Regions from separate parts of the Rattus norvegicus genome. Here region 1 is linked to region 2. A link is a contact called in public Hi-C data. All regions are on one chromosome and are shown on one strand. The core of a region is the stretch at or near the end of the contact, and the rest is flanking DNA. Distances in the headings are between cores, read along the strand shown. Region 1 overlaps LOC120095045. Region 2 holds the start of Flywch2 (FLYWCH family member 2).

Region 1 (6,536 bases), core at 688-3,187, 190 kb after region 2:
TATGAGGAGGAGCACAGACTGTGAGGAGGAGCACAGACAGATAGTGAGGAGGAGCACAGACAGTGAGCAGGAGCACAGACAGACTGTGAGCAGGAGCACAGACAGACAGTGAGCAGGAGCACAGACAGACTGTGAGCAGGAGCACAGACAGACTGTGAGCAGGAGCACAGACAGACTGTGAGCAGGAGCACAGGCAGACTGTGAGCAGGAGCACAGACAGACTGTGAGCAGGAGCACAGACAGACTGTGAGCAGGAGCACAGACAGACTGTGAGGAGGAGCACAGACTGTGAGGAGGAGCACAGACAGACTGTGAGCAGGAGCACAGACAGACTGTGAGGAGGAGCACAGACAGACTGTGAGGAGGAGCACAGACTGTGAGGAGGAGCACAGACAGACTGTGAGCAGGAGCACAGACAGACTGTGAGGAGGAGCACAGACAGACAGTGAGCAGGAGCACAGACAGACTGTGAGCAGGAGCACAGACAGACTGTGAGGAGGAGCACAGACAGACTGTGAGGAGGAGCACAGACAGACTGTGAGCAGGAGCACAGACAGACAAACAGACTGTGTGCAGGAGCAGACTCACCTGCTGTGCACTGTTCTAATGCCAAGTTTCAAGCTATGCCACAAACAACAGCACAAGCCACTTGACAGACATTCATAGCTTCCTGGGAGAGCATCCTAGACTGTATCTCATGACCTACCTGTCCTATGCTTGAGCACAAGCCCTGAAAAGAAGCCTTATTCCAATGCTGCCATTGGCCTTTTTGTGATGTTTATCTGTATTCCAGTGAAGGAACCCCTGCTGAGCCAGTCACACTGACAGAGAAGGAGGAGGTCTGGACAATGGGTAGGAAATCCGTGGTGGCAGAATTGCCTTCCTGGCGCTGCACAGGGAGGTTGAATCCTGCTGAAGAGAGCGGGGATGTGCACGAGGTGGGATGCAATGATCAGATTCGGGGGTTGTGGTTGTTGAATGAGGGGATCAGTGGGTGGGTGGGTAAGTGGAGGTGTATGTGGATAGATGGATGAATAGGTAAGTGGATGGACAAACCACGAGATGGGAAGGTGGATAACTGGGTAGATTGATTAAGAGTGGGAGCATAGACATATGGATTGACAGGCGAGTAGGTGATATTAGGAAGAGAGCGTGGATGAGTGGATGAGTGAATGAATCTATTGATGGGTGTACAAATAGTTAGGGGGGTGGGCATACCAGTGAGCACAGAGATGTCTGAATGAAGGGGGCGGGGAGACCAGCATTCAACTTGTGGTAATTCTTACACAGCTGTTACTCATTTAACCGTCTTGAACACCTTGTGGGGGAGGTTGATTGATTCTGATTCTTTTACTGCTGAGGAAGTAAAGACAGCAGAAGTGATTTTTGTGGCGAGGTACGAGGTACGGTACTGAAACCCAAATCCCGCCCCTCCTAGCACACCCTGTGCCCAGCCCACCATCCTGAAGGGAATGGCCATTTCTGAAGCTTCCTGCACCATCGCACCAGTGACCTCAGCATCCACATCGTGGAGGGTCTTTGCTTTGCAAGCCTGGAACCAGCCACATACGGTGCCACAGGCACAGCCCACGTGTCCCTGAGAATCACGGCTCACCGACTTATTCCAAGTGCCGGGAGGATCTACGGTACCCTCAGCCCTGGGCTACCGCTGGGGAAGCCCCGTTGGCTCCTGGCTTAGTTCCTCATCTCAGCCAACCGTCGCCCAATTTGACCTTTGGACCGAAATCAGCTTGTGGGTCTTCTGAACATTTGAGTAAATTGTAACTACTTCCTTATCCTTGTTCCAGCCTGACTCTGCAGGGAGCGTCTGTGGGTTGTCTGTGTTGGCCGTGAGCTGCCTCCTCTTATGTAACACGGAACTGGGAAGTTCAGCTAAACCTGTCCAAGAATCAACTTGTCACCAGATCTGTGTCTGAGGGAGGCCACCCAGATCACATGGACAGTGCAGCCAGAGGAGGTGCCTGACAAGCCCCTGTGTAGACAAGGATGGGTACAGCCACCAGGGTGCCACAACCTCGGCTCCCATCTACCCCCATCCCAACCCCAGCACCTCCTTGCCTGCTATCATAAACTGGGAGCCAGGTGAGAGGGCATTGTAAGTAGAAATGCCCACCTTGGCACTACCATCCTGGGAGGGAAGCCAGGCTAAGAGATGACTAAGGGGACCCATGTTTGCACAAATTCAAAACCAGGCTGCAAAACTGTGCTGTTTTTCTGGGTTGCTTTCTGCTCCTTCCTGGAGGCTGTTGTTGGGGCAGTGGGGTGGGGTGGAGTAGTCCTTTGAGGAGGGTGGAATCTACCACTCGGAAACGAAGGTTGGTCTTCGAAGGCTCACCCAGATGCATGAAGAGACACACACTTAGCCTGAATGGTGTGTGTGGGGGTTCGGGGTGGGGGCGTCTCTTAGACCTGGCTGTCAGGTTAACCTGAAGAAGGGATAGGGGCTGCTATCTAAGGAGGACTCTCGTTTGGAGACCTCCCAGGGGTTGACTTTTGCAGGACACTTTGCCGATTGTCATGGGCTAAGCAGGGATGCAGAATTGAAACCAGGTTTAGTGGCACGTCCGTGTGATCTCAGCACTCTGGAGGTGAAAGTGGCGTGCTCTGGAATCAGTCATCAGAAGCTACACAGTAAGCCAGGTCCAGGCCAGGCAACATCAGATCCTACTTAGAAAACAAATCGTGAAACAAAACTGGATGGCAAAACTGGGGCTTTTTTATTTGCTCCACTCCACTGTCCTCTGCTGACTTCTGAGAAGTAGTTACCCTGAGGCATGAGGAGACAGTGTATTAGCAAAATACTTGACCTTGGACATCAAGAGAAAATGAGAGACAAGGTGGGCTCTGAAAGGCAAATTATTTCACCAGACTTCAGTTCTGGATTCTGAAAGAACAAATGGGGTAGAGCAGAATGCAGGAGGGGGGGAGGCACAGAGAAGAATTATGTAAGGAGCGGGGACCATGGGAACAGAGCAAAGGATTCCGCAGCACCCAGAATGATAGACATTTCCTCCCAGACATAACAAAGAGGGTCAAGGGTGCCTCTCCTCTGAAAGGGCAGAGGGTCCAGGACTGACAGGTCTCTTGTCCACAGGTCCTCTCTCTCTGCCCTGGGCAGTCAGCAATAGATTTGGGTGTGATGTGTGTGCGTGCATGTGTGTGTGTGTATGTATGTGTGTATGTATGTATGTATGTATGTATGTATGTATGTATGTATTGCAGTAAATATTTTAAAAAAAATACCTAAAGCTTTAACCCCACACTAGCAATGACACTGTTGGGACTCATGGCACTGGCGGGTGTCTTTGTCTCAGTGGCTCCATGCTGACCCCAAGTACTCATGGATCCAGGCGGTCTTGCCACACTGGTCTCTAGTGTTAGTTCTAGCACTGGAGGGCCATATGGAACTAACCATAATTTATTTCGGGTTAGTATCTCCCCTGGCAGCTCTCTGCTAGCCACAAACTCTCTGGTTCCAGCTACCTGGTAAAATCAGGACTCTAGAAGTCCAGCATGGGCCGGCCTGTCATGGCTCCCAGCCTCAGACTCTGCCCACACTCCCTACAACCGCCCCCTGGTAGTTAAGGTAAAAATTCCCAACCACCCAGTGAAATCAGGACTCGATAAGCTGTAATTTATCAATCAGATTTATATGATAAATTCTCAATCCACAATACATCCACACAATAAACTCACAACCAATTGATAAGGATGTAAACTGCCCACCTAGATAAGATAAATTGACCTATAGAAATCCATCCCTTAAGAAATACACATGGGGTGGGGGATTTAGCTCAGTGGTAGAGCGCTTGTCTAGCAAATGCAAGGCCCCGGGTTCAGTCCCCAGTTCCAAAAAAAAAAGAAAAGAAAAGAAAAGAAATACACATAACTACGTAGGACCATTTAAGACCACCCTGATCTGGGTCATCCTTCTCCATCTCCGTCTTGATTTTCTCACTTTCCCTTCTCTCTCCCCTTACTAAAACTTAGTCCCCACCTTACATTTTTACTGTCTAATCATGGCCTTGACCTAACTTGTACCAGCCCTCGCCTGCATATGGATATCAACCCATACTTCACCCTTTCTGTCTAATTAAAAAAAAACATTTTTCCCAATTATTTGTCTAGTAAAACTATTACCATTCTGTAATTTATAAAGTATAAAATGTATCTAACACCCAGTCCAACATTTTATCAGTTAAACAGAACATTTAGTTATCCATTCCAGCTTAAGAAAGTCTTAAAATCCATGTTATGCCTTGGCTAGCTTGTGTACTACTTGATAACGATCTAATTAAATATGTATTCTCAAAGTTAAACAGCCTGGGTAGGCTATGAGACTATAATCAGTCTCCAACCCTATTAAAAATCTGAGTGTGACCAATATTATCTGAAAATATAGGAAGCCTAACACGGCTTCCGGAACTGAGGCAGGTTGAAGAAATAGCTGTCTGCCGGCACAGTCCCCTGTTGGAAACATAGAAGACCCCCAGTCTTCAGCCTTCTGACCAGGAATCTCACAGACCTTAGTAAACGGGATTAGCTCATTCTGTCTCTGCAGAACGAAGCTGTCCTAACCTGTAACCGTGTCCTCTCTAGGACAGTGCAGATCTGTAGAAGAAATAGGCAATTTCTGCCCAGTGGCCACCGAACCACAGTGACCTCACCTGGACCTAGAGATGCTCAGCTGCTTTCTCGAGTCCACAAACGGGGAGCTGTCGGCATGAGCTGTGTCTCAGCAAGTGAGTAAATAGCATTAAATGTCACGTTTTGCGGATTTCTGACATTTTTGAAAACCATCTAACTGTAAGTAATCTGGACTGTTGTCCGTTAACTATCTTAATAAATTATCTCGAAAGCACTCTAACAATAAACTTAGAGCCACGAATTTGCTATGTGGCCCTTAACTCACATGTTTAATCATCTCAGATTAGTCTTTTAATAGAAGTAAAGGGCTGGGTATAAGCCTTGTACACATAAATGTGTGGTATAGGCAAAATGCCTATATATGAGAGTAACAATAATAATTTTAATTTTAAATCAATAAGAAATACATATCAGGGGCTGGAGAGATGGCTCAGTGGTCAAGAGCACTGACTGCTCTTCCAGAGGTCATGAGTTCAAATCCCAGCAACCACATGGTGGCTCACAACCATCTGTAATGGAATCTGATGCCCTCTTCTGGTGTGTCTGTAGACAACTACAGTGTACTCATATAAATAAAATAAATAAATGATTTTTAAGAAAAAAATACATATCAAAGAAAATCTAAACTTGTATCAAATAAATTCTGCACCAATGTGAAAGATCATAACTCTGGCTTAGTAACAAATACAAGGATTTTAACCAAATGAGATTATGGCTGTATAGTCAATTCTAGCTAATTCCTCCTTGTTAAATCATGACCATTTCTAAATTCTCTAGAAAGACAACCTTAGAATAACCACTTTAAGCCTCCCAAAGTTTAGGGAATTGGGCGACGACTCTTAAATAACTTCTTCATGCTGTATGTGGGCATTGAAATATCCTTGGGGTTGGGGGGTAAGGAAAATGGGTGAGTTGGTGTAGCCTGATGTCTGTCTGGACTGGACCTGGCTGAAAGTCCCTGAGATCAGGAATCCAAGCAGGCCAGTTCAGCATTCTGATGGTGAGCCTCACCAGGATGGACATTCCGCCATATATAAATCTCAAAACAAAACTTTAGTACCATCAAGATATCTTTTTGTTTGATTCTCTTGAGTCTAGTTGAGGTCCACCCTTATCAAATCCAATCAGTATGACTCCAGAAGGTGCCCAGAGCCTGATCACACCTTTTAAAAACACAAAGACAAAACCTTTCTCCCAAAATAACATGTGCTTTAGGCTGTTAACGATTGTATCTTGCACTCTCTCCCAGAGAAAGAATATAACCACAGGACTCAGAATCACACCCATTATGGAAATTAAAACAATTTAGGAAACTGAAGTAAACTAAACAAACTTGCTCGGGCCTGTTAGGCCTTTTTAATTTGTCATGTCAGGAAATCAACTCAAAATTTCCGTGGAGCCCAGGTTAAGAAAATATGGGCCTCCTGCTGTGGTAAATATCAAAACTAACCACAAACACTCGCCAGCCGGCATCGATGAGCCATATGACATTAGCGGGTGATTCATAAAACAATTTAATCACACTTTTATTAATAACAATAGGAAGTGAACAACTTGTCAAACTTTGTGTTTTAGCCCAAAATACATATGTCTGTTAAGCTCTCTACCTGGAGCATCAGACTTTTATTTATTAATAACTTCTATAATCTATGTCTGTTTTCACTCTCCCTGGTGTTCAGACTTCTCTTTTATAACAACTTTTATGATTGGCAAATATCACCACTCTCTACTTGGAGTCAGTGACTGACAGGCAGCTTGTCTAACCAGGATTTCAACTCAAAATTCCCTGGGAGCCCATGTTAAAGAATATGGGTATCCTGAAAAGACTTAATAAAGTATTATATCTTTATACCAACTTTAAAACAAAT
Region 2 (5,652 bases), core at 172-2,671:
CAACTCCTACAAGTGGTCCTCTGACTGCCACAGGGCACATGCACACAAAGGACCCAGGGTTGGGGGCTGGATGGCTCAGTGGTCAGCTGCTTCCTTCTCTTCCTGAGAACATGAGTTTGGTTCCCAGCGGCCACATCAGGAAGTTCAGACAACCACCTGTCCACCTCAGAGGACACAGTGCCCTGTCTGGCCTTCACACGTGTGGCACACAGACGCATGAAAATAAAAAGGAAAGAGAAAAAACTGTGAAAATGTGATCCGAAGAACAGGAAAGACAAAGCTAGAGGCAAGGTTCGTTATTTGAGAAGGGGCTTTGAAGATGGAGGAAGGGCAAGCCAGTAGGTTTCTAGAAGCTGCAAGAGGCAAATTAAATGTTTCTCTTCTAAAGCCTGCTGTATTCACCCTGCTGTGTAACACTCACATCTGACTTCAGGCCTCTAAAGCATATGACAATATGTCATTTTAAGTCATAGATTGGTGGTGATTGTTGTTTCGGCGGCCACAGACCAGTTAAAAGTCCAAACTCTTAACTGATGAGGCCCTGCAGGCTTAGAACTTCAGCTGTCACCCTGGGGTGAGACAGAACTACCTTCATAAAGATGAGAATGAAACGCGTTCTCACTGCAAGGACAGGCCCCTTACCCTCTCTGGGCTGGTTTGATCTGTGTCACAGGAGATGCCAGCATCAGATGAAGGGTAAGGTCTTTGAACTCAGGTTACTAACAGCTGCTCCCACTGCCCTGCACAGTCCTGGAGAACTCTAATTGGACTTCCTAAAGAACCGTCTGACACTAGGGTGTGCGGGGCACACCCCACTTTCCACAGAAGAAAATGGCAGTAACCCTCCACTCAGGTCAAGAACTGTATAATATGCCGGACATAGTGAAACTTCCCCGATATGGGGGTCCCAAATAAGGGTACCTCCCTTCCCTAATCACCATGACTCAGAATGGTATTTTCCACCACCCTTGCCCCGCTCCTTGCGCCCCTCCTACCAATGTCTCAGTCTCTGGAGCATCTCCCCAGCTCCCAGCCGTCAAACTCTGCTACTGGGACATGGACCCCCACAGGACATAGGCAACAAAACTGCAGGGGATAAGGATGGGCACACCAGGCTGGGGGTAAGGGCGCACTGGGGGTGTGTGTCCCAGATTGGGGATGTCCAGGGGTAGTGTGGGTTTATAAAAGCGAAGTATGGAGAAAGGAAGAGCCTCGCGGATGGCCGACAAGAAAGCGGTCTGAATCTGGGGGTCGGGGACAGAACCAGGGACCCCTCCTAGCACCGGTCCCAGATCCCGGGACCGCCAGTCTGGGAGTCGCTTCTCGAGCCAGGACCCTCCCGCCCGCTGGGGGCCCGTCCTCACCGACGGCAGCAGGCCCTGCCTCTCGGACGACGGAGCCGTGGCGGGTCCCTCAGCCTCAGTGCTTTGGGCCCCCGCCTTGGCTCCCGCCGTCACCTCAAGCTAGGGTCACGGGGCGAGCATGCGCAGTATGGCCATGAGGGGGCCCCATTCCTTTGTCGAATTCCGCCTATCCGGATATTACCTTCGCTGGGATGAGTAGAACGCCCGGTGAATAGGCGTGAGGGGCGGGTCCATTACCCGCGAAGGGGGCGGGGCCGGTAGGAATGGAGCAACCTGGGTTTAGGATCCCTGGTATGGTTTACTGACGTCTTCCCATTTACTTCCCCCAGTATTTGACTCTGACTCCCTGAGGAGGAACCTGGGATATTAATTTAAAGGTTTTTGTCTGTTCCGTCAAGGGAAAGGAAATGTGTTCTTCATGGAAACTAACTGGATTATTCAAATACCCCTAACTGCGCAGTGTCCTTGGTCATTAACCCAGCCCTCGCCCATTGGTCAAGCATTCATCATTTGTTCAGCCTTCGCCCATTGTTGTAGTCACTGCCTGCTGAAATAGCCGTGGCTCAATGACTTTGTCCCAGCACCTTTCTACTGTGGAGGTGGAAGCCGGGATGGCTCAGGGCGCTGCTTTCTTTCTGTATTTGGCGTGCTCGCGAATCCTATCATCCTGGGGTTGCCGGCCCTCACCCACCTGCAGTAAGGCTATCCCCCCCTTTACTCCCACATGGTCCTGGCTCCGCAGTTCCTTGGGTCCCACCCTCTTTTCTGGTTCCCTTACCTCCATGGCTCTATCCTTTCTCCCGAGTCAACGTCATTTCCTGGGCCTTCATGAATTACATCATTTGCAATCTATCATAGTCTTGATTGTTTCTAAAATTATGTCATAATAATATATTATATATATGTTAAAATTGTATATTATATATAATCTTCATATATAAATCACTGATGTCACGCCTCTCTCTCAAAAGAACAAAACAAAGGGTCCAATGAGGGGGGCTCCCTTTTAGATAGCTGGGCTCAACCAGTCTCTACAGCACTTGCTGCCAAACCTGGCTCACCCACGTTTAATCCCTAGGACCCACATAAAGGTGGAAGGAGAGAAATGACCCACAAACCCATGACCACACATAAACATAATCAAGGGCTAGAGAGATGGCTCATGGATTAAGAGCACTGGCTGCTCTTCCAGCACCAATATGGCTGCTCACAATGATCCAGAGCCCCTGGAACATAACTCCAGTTCCAGGGCATCTGACGCCCCCTTCTGGCCTCCGTACATCCAAGCAAAACACCCAAACGCAAGTGTAAATAAATATTAAATAAAAATTGTGGAAGCTATTTTCAAAACATGAAACCAATAAAGATCTTGTATTTAAAAAAAAATTAGGGCTGGGGAGATGGCTCAGTGGTTAAGAGCACTGACTGCTCTTCCAGAGGTCCGGAGTTCAATTCCTAGCAATCACATGGTGGCTCACAACCATCTGTAGTGAGATCTGATGCCCTCTTCTGGTGTGTCTGAAGACAGCTACAGTGTACTTATATATAATAAATAAATCTTTTAAAAAATTAATTAACACAAACACACACAGTAGCATATGACCGTACTCTCAGAGATAGCAGGACTGAGAGTTCAAAGCCAGTCTTGACTACATAGGAAGCTATTAGAGGAAAAAATATTTATGTACATTTTATATTTTTTCAATAGTCTCTCACTATGTAGCTCTTGAACTCACAACAGCCCTCCTGCCTCAGCATCCCAATTTTTACCAGTGGCTAGCTAGGGTCTGGGCTAGATGTATCCAGGTTCTTGGTTCTTTTTTCAGGGAATCGACATGAAGACACATGTGCAAAGGTACCAAGGAGATCTTATTCAAAGCGAAGAACGGCTCAGATGCACTGTAAATTCTGACTGCAGGTCCTGTTAGTGGAGCTTTCTTTTGTGGGGTTCAGTAGTTACCAGATTTGTACTTTGGGTACTCCTCTATTTTGATTGGTAGCTTCTGCTCATCGTGCAACTGATTTTAAACATATGCATGCCCATTTACAGATAGGTCTAAGATGCGAATAGAGGATTTTTCCTAAATGTTCACTTGAGAGATACACTTTGGCTTGTTACACTTCGTCATGGGTTCTATGAGAATGTCCTCCATGAGCTCCTGTATTGGAACACTTGGTTCCTAATTGCTGGTGCTGTTTGGGGAGAGTTAGAAAGTGTGGCCATAGTGGAGAAGGTATGTCACATGCAGCAGGCTTTGAGAGTTTAAAGACTTGGGCTGGAGAGATGGCTCAGTGGTTAAGAGCACTGTCTGCTCTTCCAGAGGTCCTGAGTTCAATTCCCAGCAACCACATGGTGGCTCACAACCATCTGTAAAGAGATTTGATGCCTTTGTCTGGTGTATCTGAAGACAGTTACAGTGGACTTATATATAATAAATGAATAAATCTTTTTTTTTTTTCGGAGCTGAGGACCGAACCCAGGGCCTTGCTCATGCTAGGTAAGCGCTCTACCACTGAGCTAAATCCCCAACCCCATGAATAAATCTTTAAAAAAAAAAAAAAAGACGACAATGCGGTCTCTAGCTGTGGGTTGTCTTGGTGTTGTTTATATTTTTATGTTAATTCTGCTTCCTCAAAAGAGGTTGTCCCATAAGCAATCGATCACACACTCATGATCAGGCAATCTCATGTGAACCTTCTCCCCGTTTTAACTGGTCAATAAATGCTAGAGCCTGTGATTGGCCAGTGGAGGGGAAAGGTGGGACTGGAGGTTTGAGAGTGAGAGCAGGTAGAGAGGGAGAAGACGACAAGAGAGGGGAAGGAAAGAGGACTGAAGAAGAGGAGGAAGAAGAGAAGAGGAGAAGGAAGAGGAAGCTATGATGGAGCAGAATCCCATGGCCAGGAGAAAGTGCAAGTAGCAAGGGGTCTCATAGCTGGTGACAAGTTAGTATAGTGCTAGATCTGACCAATCTAGGCTTATAGTTTATAATTATAAGAACTGGATTGTGTGGTTTCTATATGGACTTATTGGGGTTGGAAATTCCAGCAGCAGCCTCTCTGTGGTGCTCATGGTTGAGAGGTGAGCTCTCAGCTTTCTGTTCCTGGCGCTATACCTGCTGCCATGATTTCCTGCAGCAGGAATCTTCTGGAAATTTAAACCCAGACCAACTTTCTTCTACAAGCTATCTTGGTCCTGGTGTTTTATCACAGCAATAGAAAATTAACCAATACACACATGCTCCTAAAACAAGTTCAGGCTGTGTCTTAGTTAGGGTTTTATTGCTGTGAAGAGACACCATGACCAAGGGACAACATTTAATTGGGGTTGGCTTACAGGTCAGAGGTTCAGTCCATCATCATCATCACGGCAGGAAGCATGACCATGGCAGCATGCAGGCAGCAACGCCCGTGGAGAAGAGCTGAGATTTCTGCATCTTGATCCAGAAGATCTGCAGCCAGGAGAGCACTGCATGTTCCACACTGGGTAGAGCTCGGGCATAAGGCTTCACACTTCCCCTCCAGCAAGGCCACACCTATTCCAACAAGGATGCATCTCCTATGATCTGTGCATATTCAAATCACCACAGGCTGGATCATTCCTCCTACCAGATGTATGTATGTATGTATGTATGTATGTATGTATGTATGTGTTGTGGTTTGCCCTGACGTTACTGTATTTTGATGCTAATTCCACTGCCCCAAGGACAGCTGCCTAGTCAGGAATCAGGTGACTTCACCAGAGCCTCCCTAATGAATTTGTAAAGTACAGGTGAAGGGCAGGTACAGGATAGAAGGAGGCCTGTCATTGGAGGAGAAGGAAGGATGGGTGGGAGAGAAGTTTGAAGGAAGAGGAGGAGACTAGAGAAGAGACAGGACAGAGGAGAGAGAGAGGGTGAGAAGTCATGGCAGGTGATGTTAAGATTCTGCTCTGTGTATTTACAGGTTGTTATTAATGTTCCTAGGGATGGATGGTACCGGGCTTTGTATGTTTAAGTGGGCAATTAAATCTTATCAATTGGATCTAAGATTATTGTGTTGTGTGTTCTTTTATGTGAGGGTTTGAGTGTAGGAAAGTGTGCAGCTGGGCTGTGTTTCTGCCCAGATGTCTAGCAGATATCTTGGGACGCCGAGGTGTAGACCTAGCGGGGTAAAAGACCACCATTACTTTTTTTTTTTAAAGATTTATTTATTTATTATATATAAGTACACTGTAGCTGTCTTCAGACACACCAGAAGAGGGCATCAGATCTCTTTACAGATGGTTGTGAGCCACCATGTGGTTGCTGGG

What was found. Hi-C and Micro-C count contacts between places; a contact is called where the count stands out from the background.
Region 1: a Hi-C map of mammary epithelial cells shows a contact between it and region 2, with 1.7 times the contacts expected there. The contact joins the enhancer-like site here to the promoter of Flywch2 in region 2. A contact is called at or near these places in 2 of 12 Hi-C or Micro-C datasets (Schwann cells and mammary epithelial cells).

The regions. Positions count from the first base shown.
Region 1 is chr10:13,501,819-13,508,354 of GRCr8, forward strand. LOC120095045 reads left to right here. Exons shown (of 5, transcript XR_010055535.1): 3 at 794-852; 4 at 1,439-4,763. Among named protein-coding and RNA genes, the nearest start is that of Prss30, 11 kb to the right of the region's middle. Within about 2 kb of position 1,938, at least 13 of the 93 cell types and tissues checked have an H3K27ac peak or open chromatin away from gene starts, as enhancers often do.
Region 2 is chr10:13,309,484-13,315,135 of GRCr8, forward strand. Flywch2 (FLYWCH family member 2) reads right to left here and starts at 1,422. Exons shown (of 3, transcript NM_001399599.1): 1 at 1,365-1,422.